Regions from separate parts of the Arachis hypogaea genome. Here region 2 is linked to region 1. A link is a contact called in public Hi-C data. All regions are on one chromosome and are shown on one strand. The core of a region is the stretch at or near the end of the contact, and the rest is flanking DNA. Distances in the headings are between cores, read along the strand shown.

Region 1 (5,469 bases), core at 2,049-4,548:
TTATTATTGTTTAATATTTTGGATGATTATTGCTACTGATGACTGTATTTTAATGTAGTTTCCAAGGTTGATTTTTTGTTGTTTTTGATTCTGTAATTGTTGCTTTTTTTTGTGATTGATGCTTATTATTTAGGTTAATTGATCTTTTCTAATTGTTGTTGGTTTTTTTGTGATTTTTTGTAATTGTTAGTTTTTTTAACTCTGTGATTTTTGTTGGTTCTGATGATGTTGTTCTTGTTGCTACTATGAAATTGAAGAAGAAGAAGAAGAAGAATGAAAAAGAGAATTGGTGAAGATAAGGATTAGTTTTTTTTTTAATAAATACAAAACGACGTCGTTTTAGTCCAGCTCAGTTTTCCGGTAGTAAGGATGGACGAAAATTATTTCAAGGACTACTATGAGTCTTGGAGTGCAATTTCAGGGACAAATTTCAGGAATTATTAACTTCAGAAATTACTTCGAGGCTCAAGTGCAACTTCAGGGACTACTTTGAGACTTATCTCTACTTTAAGAGGTATTTATACACCTCATATTAAGTTAAAAATAAAAAACCTATACCTAATAACATAAAAGTCTATTTTGCTAACTAAATAAAATCAAAATGTATAAAATTAAATAAAATATTCTAACACTTAATAATATAAACTAATAACTACTAAATAATACTTACACTTATCATATCATGAACATCTCTGAAGCATGTATTACTCTTCCTTTTTTAAAAAATATTCATTTTTAAATCTTCTGGTTGAAAAAGATAGTATAAGAAAAAAACAAATAGAAAGAAGAAAAAGATTATTTTTTTTCTTTTTCTTTTTTTTCTTTTTTTTTTTAGATTACACAACCCTTTTTTTTTTCAAGAACATAAACGTAACGCAAGAATGATGAAGATGTAACAATAATTTTTTTTTTGTTAGAATATAGAAAAAATAAACATAGAATCTAAAAACTTGAGATCTTATACTAAATGATAAAAAAATGAATAGATAAATAAAAAATAAATTAAAATTAAATACAAAAGAATCATTTTACCTTATTTGTATATGTCATAGTTTGGGATAAATTAAAATTACATAGAAAAAATTACTCTACCTTTTAATGAGGATTTTTTAGTCTATGCTTAGTTGTTTTGTTGTTAGGATTTATTAGAAGATTTGATTTAGTTATGATTTGTTCAGTAGTATTTTTAAAAAGTTTAAATTTAAATCAAACCTAATCTAATCTAATAAAGATCAAATTTGATTTAAATTAAATTATCTTTAGAAATTTAAATTCAAATTAAATATCTAAAAAGATTTAGCTCATTCTTAAGTTGATCTGTGAAGAGTCTATTTAAAGATTCCTTGATACTCTTTCTGAATTGATTTTGATGAATGAAAATTTTTTTGAGTTTCTTTGAGAAACTTGCATTAGTTCAGAAGAGGTAAAGTAATTCTCTTAACTGTTATATTAAGAAATTAAAGTGGGGTAAATGAGTCCCTTTTTTTGATTTTTTATCTTACTCTCAATTACATTCTGTATCACTTTCTATCTAATTTCTAATGGAACAAAAAAATGACTCAATCAATCTTATTTATTCACACCATAATTTCATCACAAAATTATTAAGTGTAGTTTTACTCCTTTAACCTCCATCTCTTTAACTAAGGGTTACAATGGTTTAAGAGGATATTTACTCCTAAATTTTTTATGGACATCATTAACACAAAATATTGGTATGAGAATCCATTTTTTTTTTATGCAAATAGATCAATTAACATTTTTTTTTCTGTTTTGTTATTATTTGTTGACCAATTATGGGTTGAAAACAATTTTTTTTTCCTAAAATTATAGATTGGTATTAACTGTGAAAAAACTTAAAATCTCTTATGAAACTCTCATCTTAAGATATTTTTTTCATTGACCCACTATTACATTATACTAATTCCATTAGTAGGAAGAATGTTTTGAAAATGGACTTTTTTAATTTTTTCTCTCAATTGTTATTTTATAGTTTTTTTTTTATCATACATTCTTTAAGTGGGACAAAAAAAAATATGAGAGAAGATGTTGAATAATAAAAAATCATACTTGACAAAACAATTGAAAAAAAAAAATTAAAAAGATCCATTCTCAACTCTCAAGTATTTATAGTGTAACAATTTTTCTTCATTGTTTTTTTAGAAATATGGTAAGTGCAATGCCTACATATTAATAAAAGATCTTCATCTGAATTATTAATGAACACCTTATAATTTCAACTAATAATAATAATAATAATAATAATAATAATAATAATATGTTGATGAAAAATTGTCTACATCTGAAAACTTAAAAGAATAAAAATACAAAGTATAAGAAAGACCCATTTGGGAGGAACAAAACCAAATAAACAAGACTACTAGTGGTGTCGCACATGAGATGATGGATGACATACAAGTAAAATTTGTCCAGAAAGACAACCAACAGGGGGTTAGCAGCACTAGTAGTGTTGGGTAGTTTCACATTAATAAGAATATGCATTAAATTTGTATTGTAATTTGTAAAATGGTAATGGACCAAACGACACTAAGAGCAAAACCGTGTTGAATTATGTTTAGTGATTGAGATATAATAAACACAAGGCTGTTTTTTATCGGATTCTATGCCTTTTGCATCCAACAAAAAATGTGTAACATGGGTCAGTTTCTTTGAGTCTTTGTAGTCTAGATGCGTCACATCCATTCCTATGTGTGCCATGATGCATGCCTTGCCTTGCCTTTGCTCCTTTATATTTAATTAATAACAAAAGAGTTTACTCCATGTAAATATGAATAATAATCATTTTTATTACGTAATTATATATAATTTTTTTATAATTGACAATATATTAAAAATAAATTCGTAATAGAATGTATACAAGTTGTTTCAATAGTTGTGTCTTGAGTATTAAGAAGTTAAATTTGGGTATGAAAATCACATGAGAATTTTATTAAAATGATAAAATTGGTACCGAGATAAAGTAACTAATAAATTCCGATGTTAAACCGTAATACATTCTTCTTTTTTACTAATTTACCAATATATTCAGTAGCTATTCATGCTTCGTTTTATTCGATAAAATTTTTAATTCGAATTTTAGCCAAAAAAAAAAATCCTCATTAAAAGAGGTAGTTACAGTTTGTCTAAAGAGACTTATAAACAAATAATTGAATAATCGAAAACAGATTGTGATTGGTTGACACTTGTCAGAAGGTGGCACGTTTCTGTGCCACCATGCAGCTCATGTTGTGCTGGAAGTAAGTCTGTATAAGATTGTAACTGCTAATAACTGATGCTAATAGAAATAGTTATAATCCCTGTGTTGTTGTTTTTCTGTTTCTAAAATGGTTGTAGACTTGTAGTCATCATGTTTTCCTCCACCCTTTTCCTATTCCCTTGGATGGTGTATTCACCTATCCAAACCAGATGTAGCACTACCATGTGCTTCCCTGTCCTATCCAAATGAACTTGCTTGTTTGTTTGAAAGATATTGTTGCCTCAACTAAATGCGAGTTTGATCAATTGAAATAGTATGAGAAACAAATTTTGTATTTTAGTAATTAGAGTTATTTTTCACTAATTATGGTTTAGGGTTTATAAAATTGAGTCTTTTTTTAGAAATAGAGTGAAATTTGATAACAATGCAGAAAATGACAAGGGAATAAGTATTTTTGTTTTATTTTTTTGTTTCTTTTAATTCTTTTTTATTTTTTAAAACAATACTACATGTTTGTCAAAATTTATTATTTTTAGCCAATACTTTATACTTTAAATACTAAATTCTAAAACATAAATCTTAATAGTATTAAAATAACATTAGCTAAAAATGTTGTCTAATATTAATAAAAAAATTTACATATGCATTGAATTACGTAACTACATGTTAGCAAAAATAACTACTTTTTTCCATTAACCGCATAACATAAATGATGGTTCAAAAGAACGGATACAATTGGACGACGATGTAAAAAGTTTTACACTTTCAGTCAATCAAAATTAAACTCTTAATAAAAAGTGTTCACCCCTTAATATTTCTCATAATATTTTTTATACTCTAGTTTTGTTCCTTTTTTTATTTGTTTCCTTTTTATTTTTGGTATTGAATTTTTTTTCTTTCTTTTTTGGGTCAGATTTTTTTTTTTTGTTTTGATTTTGTTTTCTACTTTTCTTTCTGACAATGCCATTTGAGGCCCAACTTGGGCCTAATTTACTGAATTTGGAAGATTTGGCGCAAATTACATGAGGGCCCAAGAAGCCCACTAAACCGTTATCCGCCTATGTAGGAAACTAGAAAGAGCGTGTGTGTGCTGTCTCTTCCGCCAAGAAGCCAGCAGCCATGCCTGCAACTCCATTTTCGTCGTGCTCGTACCTCATCCTTCAGCCACGCTTCAACTCCTACTTCAACCCTCTCTTCCGTTCCTTCACCTACCAGCTCTCTACTTCACTGCTCTCCTTCAATGGAATCAAGTTCACCGCCGCCAGAATCCACTCTTCACTCTCGCCGGCGGCGGAGACCGAGTCTCAGAGCGGCGGTGGCGGAAGGTCTGGAGCTTTATCTCCCGGTCCTATAGTCGCTGGAGAGGTGCAGAGGATCGACGTGAACCCTCCCAAGGGGACGCGTGATTTCCCCCCCGAGGAAATGCGCTTGCGCAACTGGCTCTTCAACAATTTCAAAGAGGTTTTATTTGATTTTTCACTTGAATTTACTTGAAAAGCTTCAATACTACTTTATGCATATGCCTGTTTATGATTCGATTTGGTTCTAGTGTTTAGCTTCAGATTATGGAATTTATTTATCTATTTGGATGGATTAGGTTTCGCGGTTATATGGATTTGAGGAGGTTGATTTTCCTGTTCTTGAGAATGAGGCATTGTTCACTAGGAAAGCAGGGGAGGAGATTAAGGACCAGGTAACTCTTTTGCTTTAGGTATGTGTCAGTGTCTCCGTATGGTGCTCTGGATTGTACTTTGACGGAAATTGCACTGAAACAGCATGCTTGTAGTGTGGTTAGGAAATATCATTTGTGAATATAGGAAATCATAAATTATAAATTAAGATAGAAGAGAAGGAAAGTGCAACGACAAGTTTTGGAGGAATACGAAAATGTAATCTATACCTTTTCGTTTGTGCAGCTTTATTGTTTTGAAGACCGGGGTAATCGTCGTGTTGCACTGAGGCCAGAACTTACTCCGTCTTTGGCAAGGCTGGTGATACAGAAAGGGTAAATTTTAATTTTGATATTTCAATTTGACCGGTATAGCTATAGTGGATTTTGCATGTGGATGTCAAATTCTCATCCTTATGTTAGTGCTTTTTCTTCCCAGCAAGTCTGTACCACTGCCATTGAAGTGGTTCACTGTTGGACAATGTTGGCGGTATGAGAGAATGACAAGGGGGCGCCGTCGTGAGCATTACCAGTGGAATATGGACATCATTGGTGTTCCTGGTGTTATGGTATGTGCTAAATG
Region 2 (5,469 bases), core at 2,178-4,677, 160 kb before region 1:
ATCCGTCGGTACATGTTGCATTTTTTTCTGCAAAAAAAAAATTATTATTATTATTATGTTTCCTTGCATCGTCACTCTTGTTATATGGAGCTTTTGCTTCGATGGTAGGGAAAACCCTAACCAGTCTCATTGGAGGTATTCCTTCCTAGGTGTGCATTATTTGCTGAACCCTTGCCTTGCCTCCACTATCTTGCGCTAGCTACCTTCTCTGCATGTTTCATCTAACTTGCAATCATGACGGTTTTTATCATTCCTTAGCCCCATGGCCAGCCTGCCTGTTTGCTTTACTTCGCGACTCTTGTGTAGAACCACTGAGTTGCACTAGCAGAAAAATGACTTTTTCTGGAACCCCTTGATTTATGCTTCAAAGCTTTTGCACATGTTTCTGTTGTTCGCTTCCATTTTTCCCCTTCTTAGATGAAACCCTAAACTCTAACGATATTTTCGGTTCCTTCAATTTTTTGTCGCGTGCTGTGACAGTGTTTATCTATTTGAAAATTCAATAACGGGGCTCTACTATTGTGTGTTGTTGTTTGATATACTATTTCATCCCATCTACGTTATGACTCTCAAGGCTGTTATTTGTTCTGTAATAGGTGAACATGTCTTCATCCAGGAATAAGGGCAAGCAACCTGCAACAGACGTTCAACGAAACCAGCAACACCTGCTACTGCATTTTCTGAAGCCAATAATAAGGCCCGCATGCTTCAAACTGGTAAGCCACCTCCCCTGACACGTACATCACAAGACACCCAATGTTATTACTTCCTGAATGATCAATGTGTTGACCAACACTTGCCTGTTCTTTCGCAGGCCCTCCCAATCGGTCCAGACAAACTCCCAAGCCGGACCCCCTACGTAACCCTGGTGGTCCCTGACGGCAGGGGTATCGGTAGGGGCGGCAATGGGTAGGGTAGGGTAGGGTTTGGATCCAACCCTAACCCTACCCGCGGGTTCAGATTTTTATATAAACTCAACCCTACCCTACCCGCGGGTTGAGAATATTCCAACCCTAACCCTACCCGCTCTTAACCCGCGGGTACCCGACCCTACCCACGGGTTACAAAAAATATACAACATTATTATATAACTTGATGATAATTTAAAATAGAACTGATTTTTATATAAAAAAATTAAATTATCAATTAATAATTTTTTTAGTGGTTAAGGATCTTTTGCATTCAGTGAGAGGTCTTTGATTCAACATCCACTTAAAACATATTTTTATATAAGTATATAACATAAACATATATAGAGTGTGGGTTGGTCGGGTAGGGTTGAGGCTTAACCCGCACCCTACCCGACCCGCACGAGAACTCTACCCGCACCCTACCCTACCCGCTGCGGATCGGGTTGGCAACCCTACCCGATCAGGTGGGGTCGGGTTGGGTACCTGTGGGTAGGGTACATATTGCCACCTCTAGGTATCGGCCATCGGTGCTTCTGGAAATAACAGCAAAATGGTAGCATCGCATTGACCCGTGGTTGGCCAGAGTTCTACCAGACGTACCGAATTAATTTAGACTCCATGCTTCTTTTCAAACACAAGGGCAACTTTGAATTCCAAGTACGTATCTTCGACTTCGGTGGTCGCGAAAACACATACCAGCCCCGACCATCCGAGGAACCGCCATACAAAGCAAAAGGTACTTACCGGCGTGCCCGCTGTATCAACAATCCTTCGTCACACAAGGCGAAAGTGATAGCTGAAATACACAAGACCAAATGGTCATTCCTTGTCATGGACCTCACTAGCCGCGTCTTGTCCTCCCACCTGTTGGTAAGGCACCAATTCATTTTCTTGTACGTGTCTTCGTCAATAAGTTTTTTCTCTATTAATGATCTATTGCTATGCTATAATCAGCCAAATGTCCCTCATTTGAGCCATTTCACTGGTCAGAGACACACACTCATCCTATCACACGGACACATTGAGGTCGAGGCCACCTACACCAAATTTAGTGGCAAGCAAGACGGTAGCTTCGGGGTCATCTCCGGAGGCTAGGCACATTTTGCTAGCCTGTGCAAATTCGAGCCCGGAGGTGTGGGATCTTTGAGGTCATGTCAACTGAGCCAGTCACAGTACTGCAGGTCCGATGGAGCAACGACGCTGCAAGCTCCTGAATCTTGCTATCCTTATGTTGTTAACCAGACTTGTATTTTGTGGATTATCTTTATGTATCACTTTTTGAGAATTTCATTACCTGATGTACTCATTCCTGGGAAAACAATGTACTACGTTTCTTGATACAGTTACTATTAACCACATATCGCAGGGGTGTTGTTTGCGTACAATGTTCATGCCTTCTACTGCGACCTGTTATTGCGTCGCAGCTTGGTCACCCAAACTGAATTCCATTAGCAATGCTTACATTACACTTGCTAGTACTGTTTTACTTCAGTTGGTTGCTCCATTATTAATTCTGTGCATTTTATGTCTTTTAACTTTTGGTGTAAATACAACGACTTAATAAGGACAGATAAATATTTCTCATATACCAAATTAAGGTTAATCTTGAAATCAGTTGCGATTGAATATCACAACATTTGCATCTGCATCAAGAATTTCCAGGTACATGTCCAATTGTCTATATAGAAGTGCTACTTGACCAGTTGTACAGGAGGGTTGGGATAACATTATTAACGTGTGGAACAGTATTCAGCCCTTTTTTTCGACGGGAGTCCAAGTCCATTACGATGATCCAACCCGAATTCAACAACTTCCCCATCCCCACACAAGTTCCTCTCCTCCACGCGGGTCTTGTATCTTCGTTTCCACCTCCATTACCGCTGTCTTACGAACTTCTTCTTCGAAACACCGTTTCACGCGACCGCATCCTCATAGTTTCGCTGTGTCTTCAAAGCGGCTGTGTCCTGTCTCCCAAGATCTGCAACGCTCACTAGGTGCCGTCGCCGCTCTGTATTAGACCGTCAAACACCTCCACCATTCAATCTCCCATCCTCGAACCCTCTCATTGGCATCGAGTTCCATCGATGGGCTTACGGAGCTCTCCCTAAGTGGCCGACGTCGTGCCGATGCCTCACCTCACCAAATCTCCTCTCCATTTCATCACCGCCATGCGAATGATGACTATTAGAACGTCGATGATAATTATGTGTGCTTTTTTGGGGTCTGGGTCTTGTTTCACACGTTTTTTTGGGGGGATAATGGTAGCCCACGATCCAGATATCATAATGAACAAAAAAGTTAACCCATTTCATCCAAAAAACTAATAAACCGAGTCATAAGAGTTAAATGAAACCAAACCAAGTTGAACCGGTTTATAATTTTATCAAACTTTGGATCAAATACATAATTTCCAATGAATCTCGTACCGATGCAATTCTGGCCATTAAAATAGCATCTTTCCATCTGGTCCATCAAGGTTCGGATAATACTTTTCCCACAAAAAACAAAGCCATAAATATATTACTGAATCCAATCATTAGGGAAAAGAAAGGAAATTGAATTTGAACAGAAATTATCCGGAATCTCTCTCCGTTATGATTAGTGAAAGAGAATGAAAGTGAGAAGTGCAAATTATGACTTATGAGGGACTAATACGGAAGCAGTTTATATATGATTTGCTTCGAAGTTAGAATGTCTTGAAAAGGATATTCCCTAATTTCATATCATACGTGCTTTGCTCAAATTCCCAAAAACCGCACACACATGATAACATCACAATTCGCACACAAAACAAAACGTTGGACCGTTCTTGTTATTTCAGTTTCCGTTTTGTGGCTCACACAAACAACCTCCGCCATCCAAATTCCCATGTCCAATTCTTAATTCCAAAAGGGAAAGAAAAGAAGAGAAAAAAAAAAATCTCTCTTTCCCCTAAACCCCTTTTGATTCCAAATTCCAAAAGGGGATAATCATTGTTCACTTCTCAATTCTCAATCACAAGAACGAAGAACACTGCTTTTCATTGACACCTCAGCTTCCCCCGCAGGCTGATCTCGAACTTGCGGGAAAAAGAAAGAAAGGAAGAGAAGATCTCTTTTTGACGAAAACCCTGGTTTGCTTTTCACCAAACAGCTTCAACTTGTAATCTTTTTGGAGTCTCATTTGCTGTAATTTTTGTGTTCAATTGTTCTGTTTTCCTTCTTTTCTCAGGTTTCTGTGTTTGCGGGTCACCATGGAGATCGACAGAGCAATCAGGGAGTGTAGCGATAGAAGGCTTCAAACCAAGTACAATAACGCCACCTATGTTATTCAGAGAGCTTTGGCTTTGTATTCGTAAGTATTTCTATGACTATGAGCTGGGATTTGCTGATTTATTGGGTGGTTGTTATCCTAGACTTAGAGAGCTTGATTTGAGTCTGGGATTGGATTTTATTTATTGGTTGGTTTGTAGTTGTTTTAACTAGAAAGATGAATATACACTCAATGTGGATGGATGTTTGATTCATGTTGGATCTATTTTGTCAAAATTCTTGGGTAATATTGAATTTCCTTCCTCGGTTGTATTGTCCTTTTTGGAAATGATTGGCTGCCTGAAGATAGTCACCGGAATTTCCGTGTTAATGAAAATGTAACCAATGGCTGATGGTGTGCGGACAAGGTTTTGCTAGGTCTATGTTAGTCGAAGAGATTTATCGGTCATGCCTGTATTGAACTATAAAAGAAAATGGTGATCTTAATTTTCAATCTCATCATTGTAATTTTACTGGTGCTGCATGTATTAATGTGTTTCTTCATACAGCATTGAAGAGGTTGCTTTCAGTTTCAATGGTGGAAAGGATTCAACGGTAAGTTTTAACATGTGTATTTTAGTTCTTTTTTTTTAATCATCCATCAGTATTCATGAGCTTGTTAATGTGACAATAAGCTTTGACATGCAGGTTTTGTTACATCTACTTAGGGCGGGCTATTTTTTGCATAAAGGGGGACAAAATAGTGCCAATGGGGATCTGAACGATTTTCCAATTAGAACAATATATTTTGAGACTCCTAGTGCTTTCCCAGAAATTAACTCATTCACTTATGATACAGCTGCCACGTTAGTGAAGCTTTCTCTTCCTTATACTTTTGATTATTCTTTGAATTGTAATTGCAGTGTAGATAACATGGAAAAGAGATATTTTCTTCTTTCTGATAATTTGTTCTTGAGCAGCTATGGTTTGCAAATTGACACCATTTGCACAGATTTTAAATCTGGTTTGGAGGCTTTGCTAAAGGAGAAGCCAATTCGAGCAATTTTCCTTGGAGTTCGAATTGGAGACCCTACTGCGGTATTCCTATTGTTTCACCATGAGAGGGCCTTTTTCAATTGTCTTGTTTTTTTTTTCTCTCTGATTTATTGACTCCTAAACGCGAAAGCCCATTCTGTTATTCTACGTCATAAGATTTTACTCAGATGCTTGACACTTTTTAAAAGCAAAATCTAGAAGCAATTTACAAAAGAGAAAATTTTGCATATACAATCCTTAATCAAAAGCGATGTCTATACTTATCATAGATA

Evidence for each region. A called contact is a pair of places that touch in the nucleus more often than the background predicts.
Region 2: a Hi-C map of leaf shows a contact between it and region 1, with 4 times the contacts expected there. The contact joins the promoter of LOC112754202 here to the promoter of LOC112754190 in region 1. A contact is called at or near these places in 3 of 8 Hi-C or Micro-C datasets (all in leaf).

The regions. Positions count from the first base shown.
Region 1 is chr16:49,722,751-49,728,219 of arahy.Tifrunner.gnm2.J5K5, reverse strand. It overlaps LOC112754190 (histidine--tRNA ligase, chloroplastic/mitochondrial), which reads left to right and starts at 3,298. Exons shown (of 11, transcript XM_025801757.3): 1 at 3,298-4,678; 2 at 4,815-4,910; 3 at 5,134-5,222; 4 at 5,326-5,455. The coding sequence starts at 4,337.
Region 2 is chr16:49,877,925-49,883,393 of arahy.Tifrunner.gnm2.J5K5, reverse strand. It overlaps LOC112754202, which reads left to right and starts at 3,427. Exons shown (of 17, transcript XM_025801767.3): 1 at 3,427-4,023; 2 at 4,122-4,244; 3 at 4,711-4,756; 4 at 4,850-5,007; 5 at 5,122-5,239. The coding sequence starts at 4,144.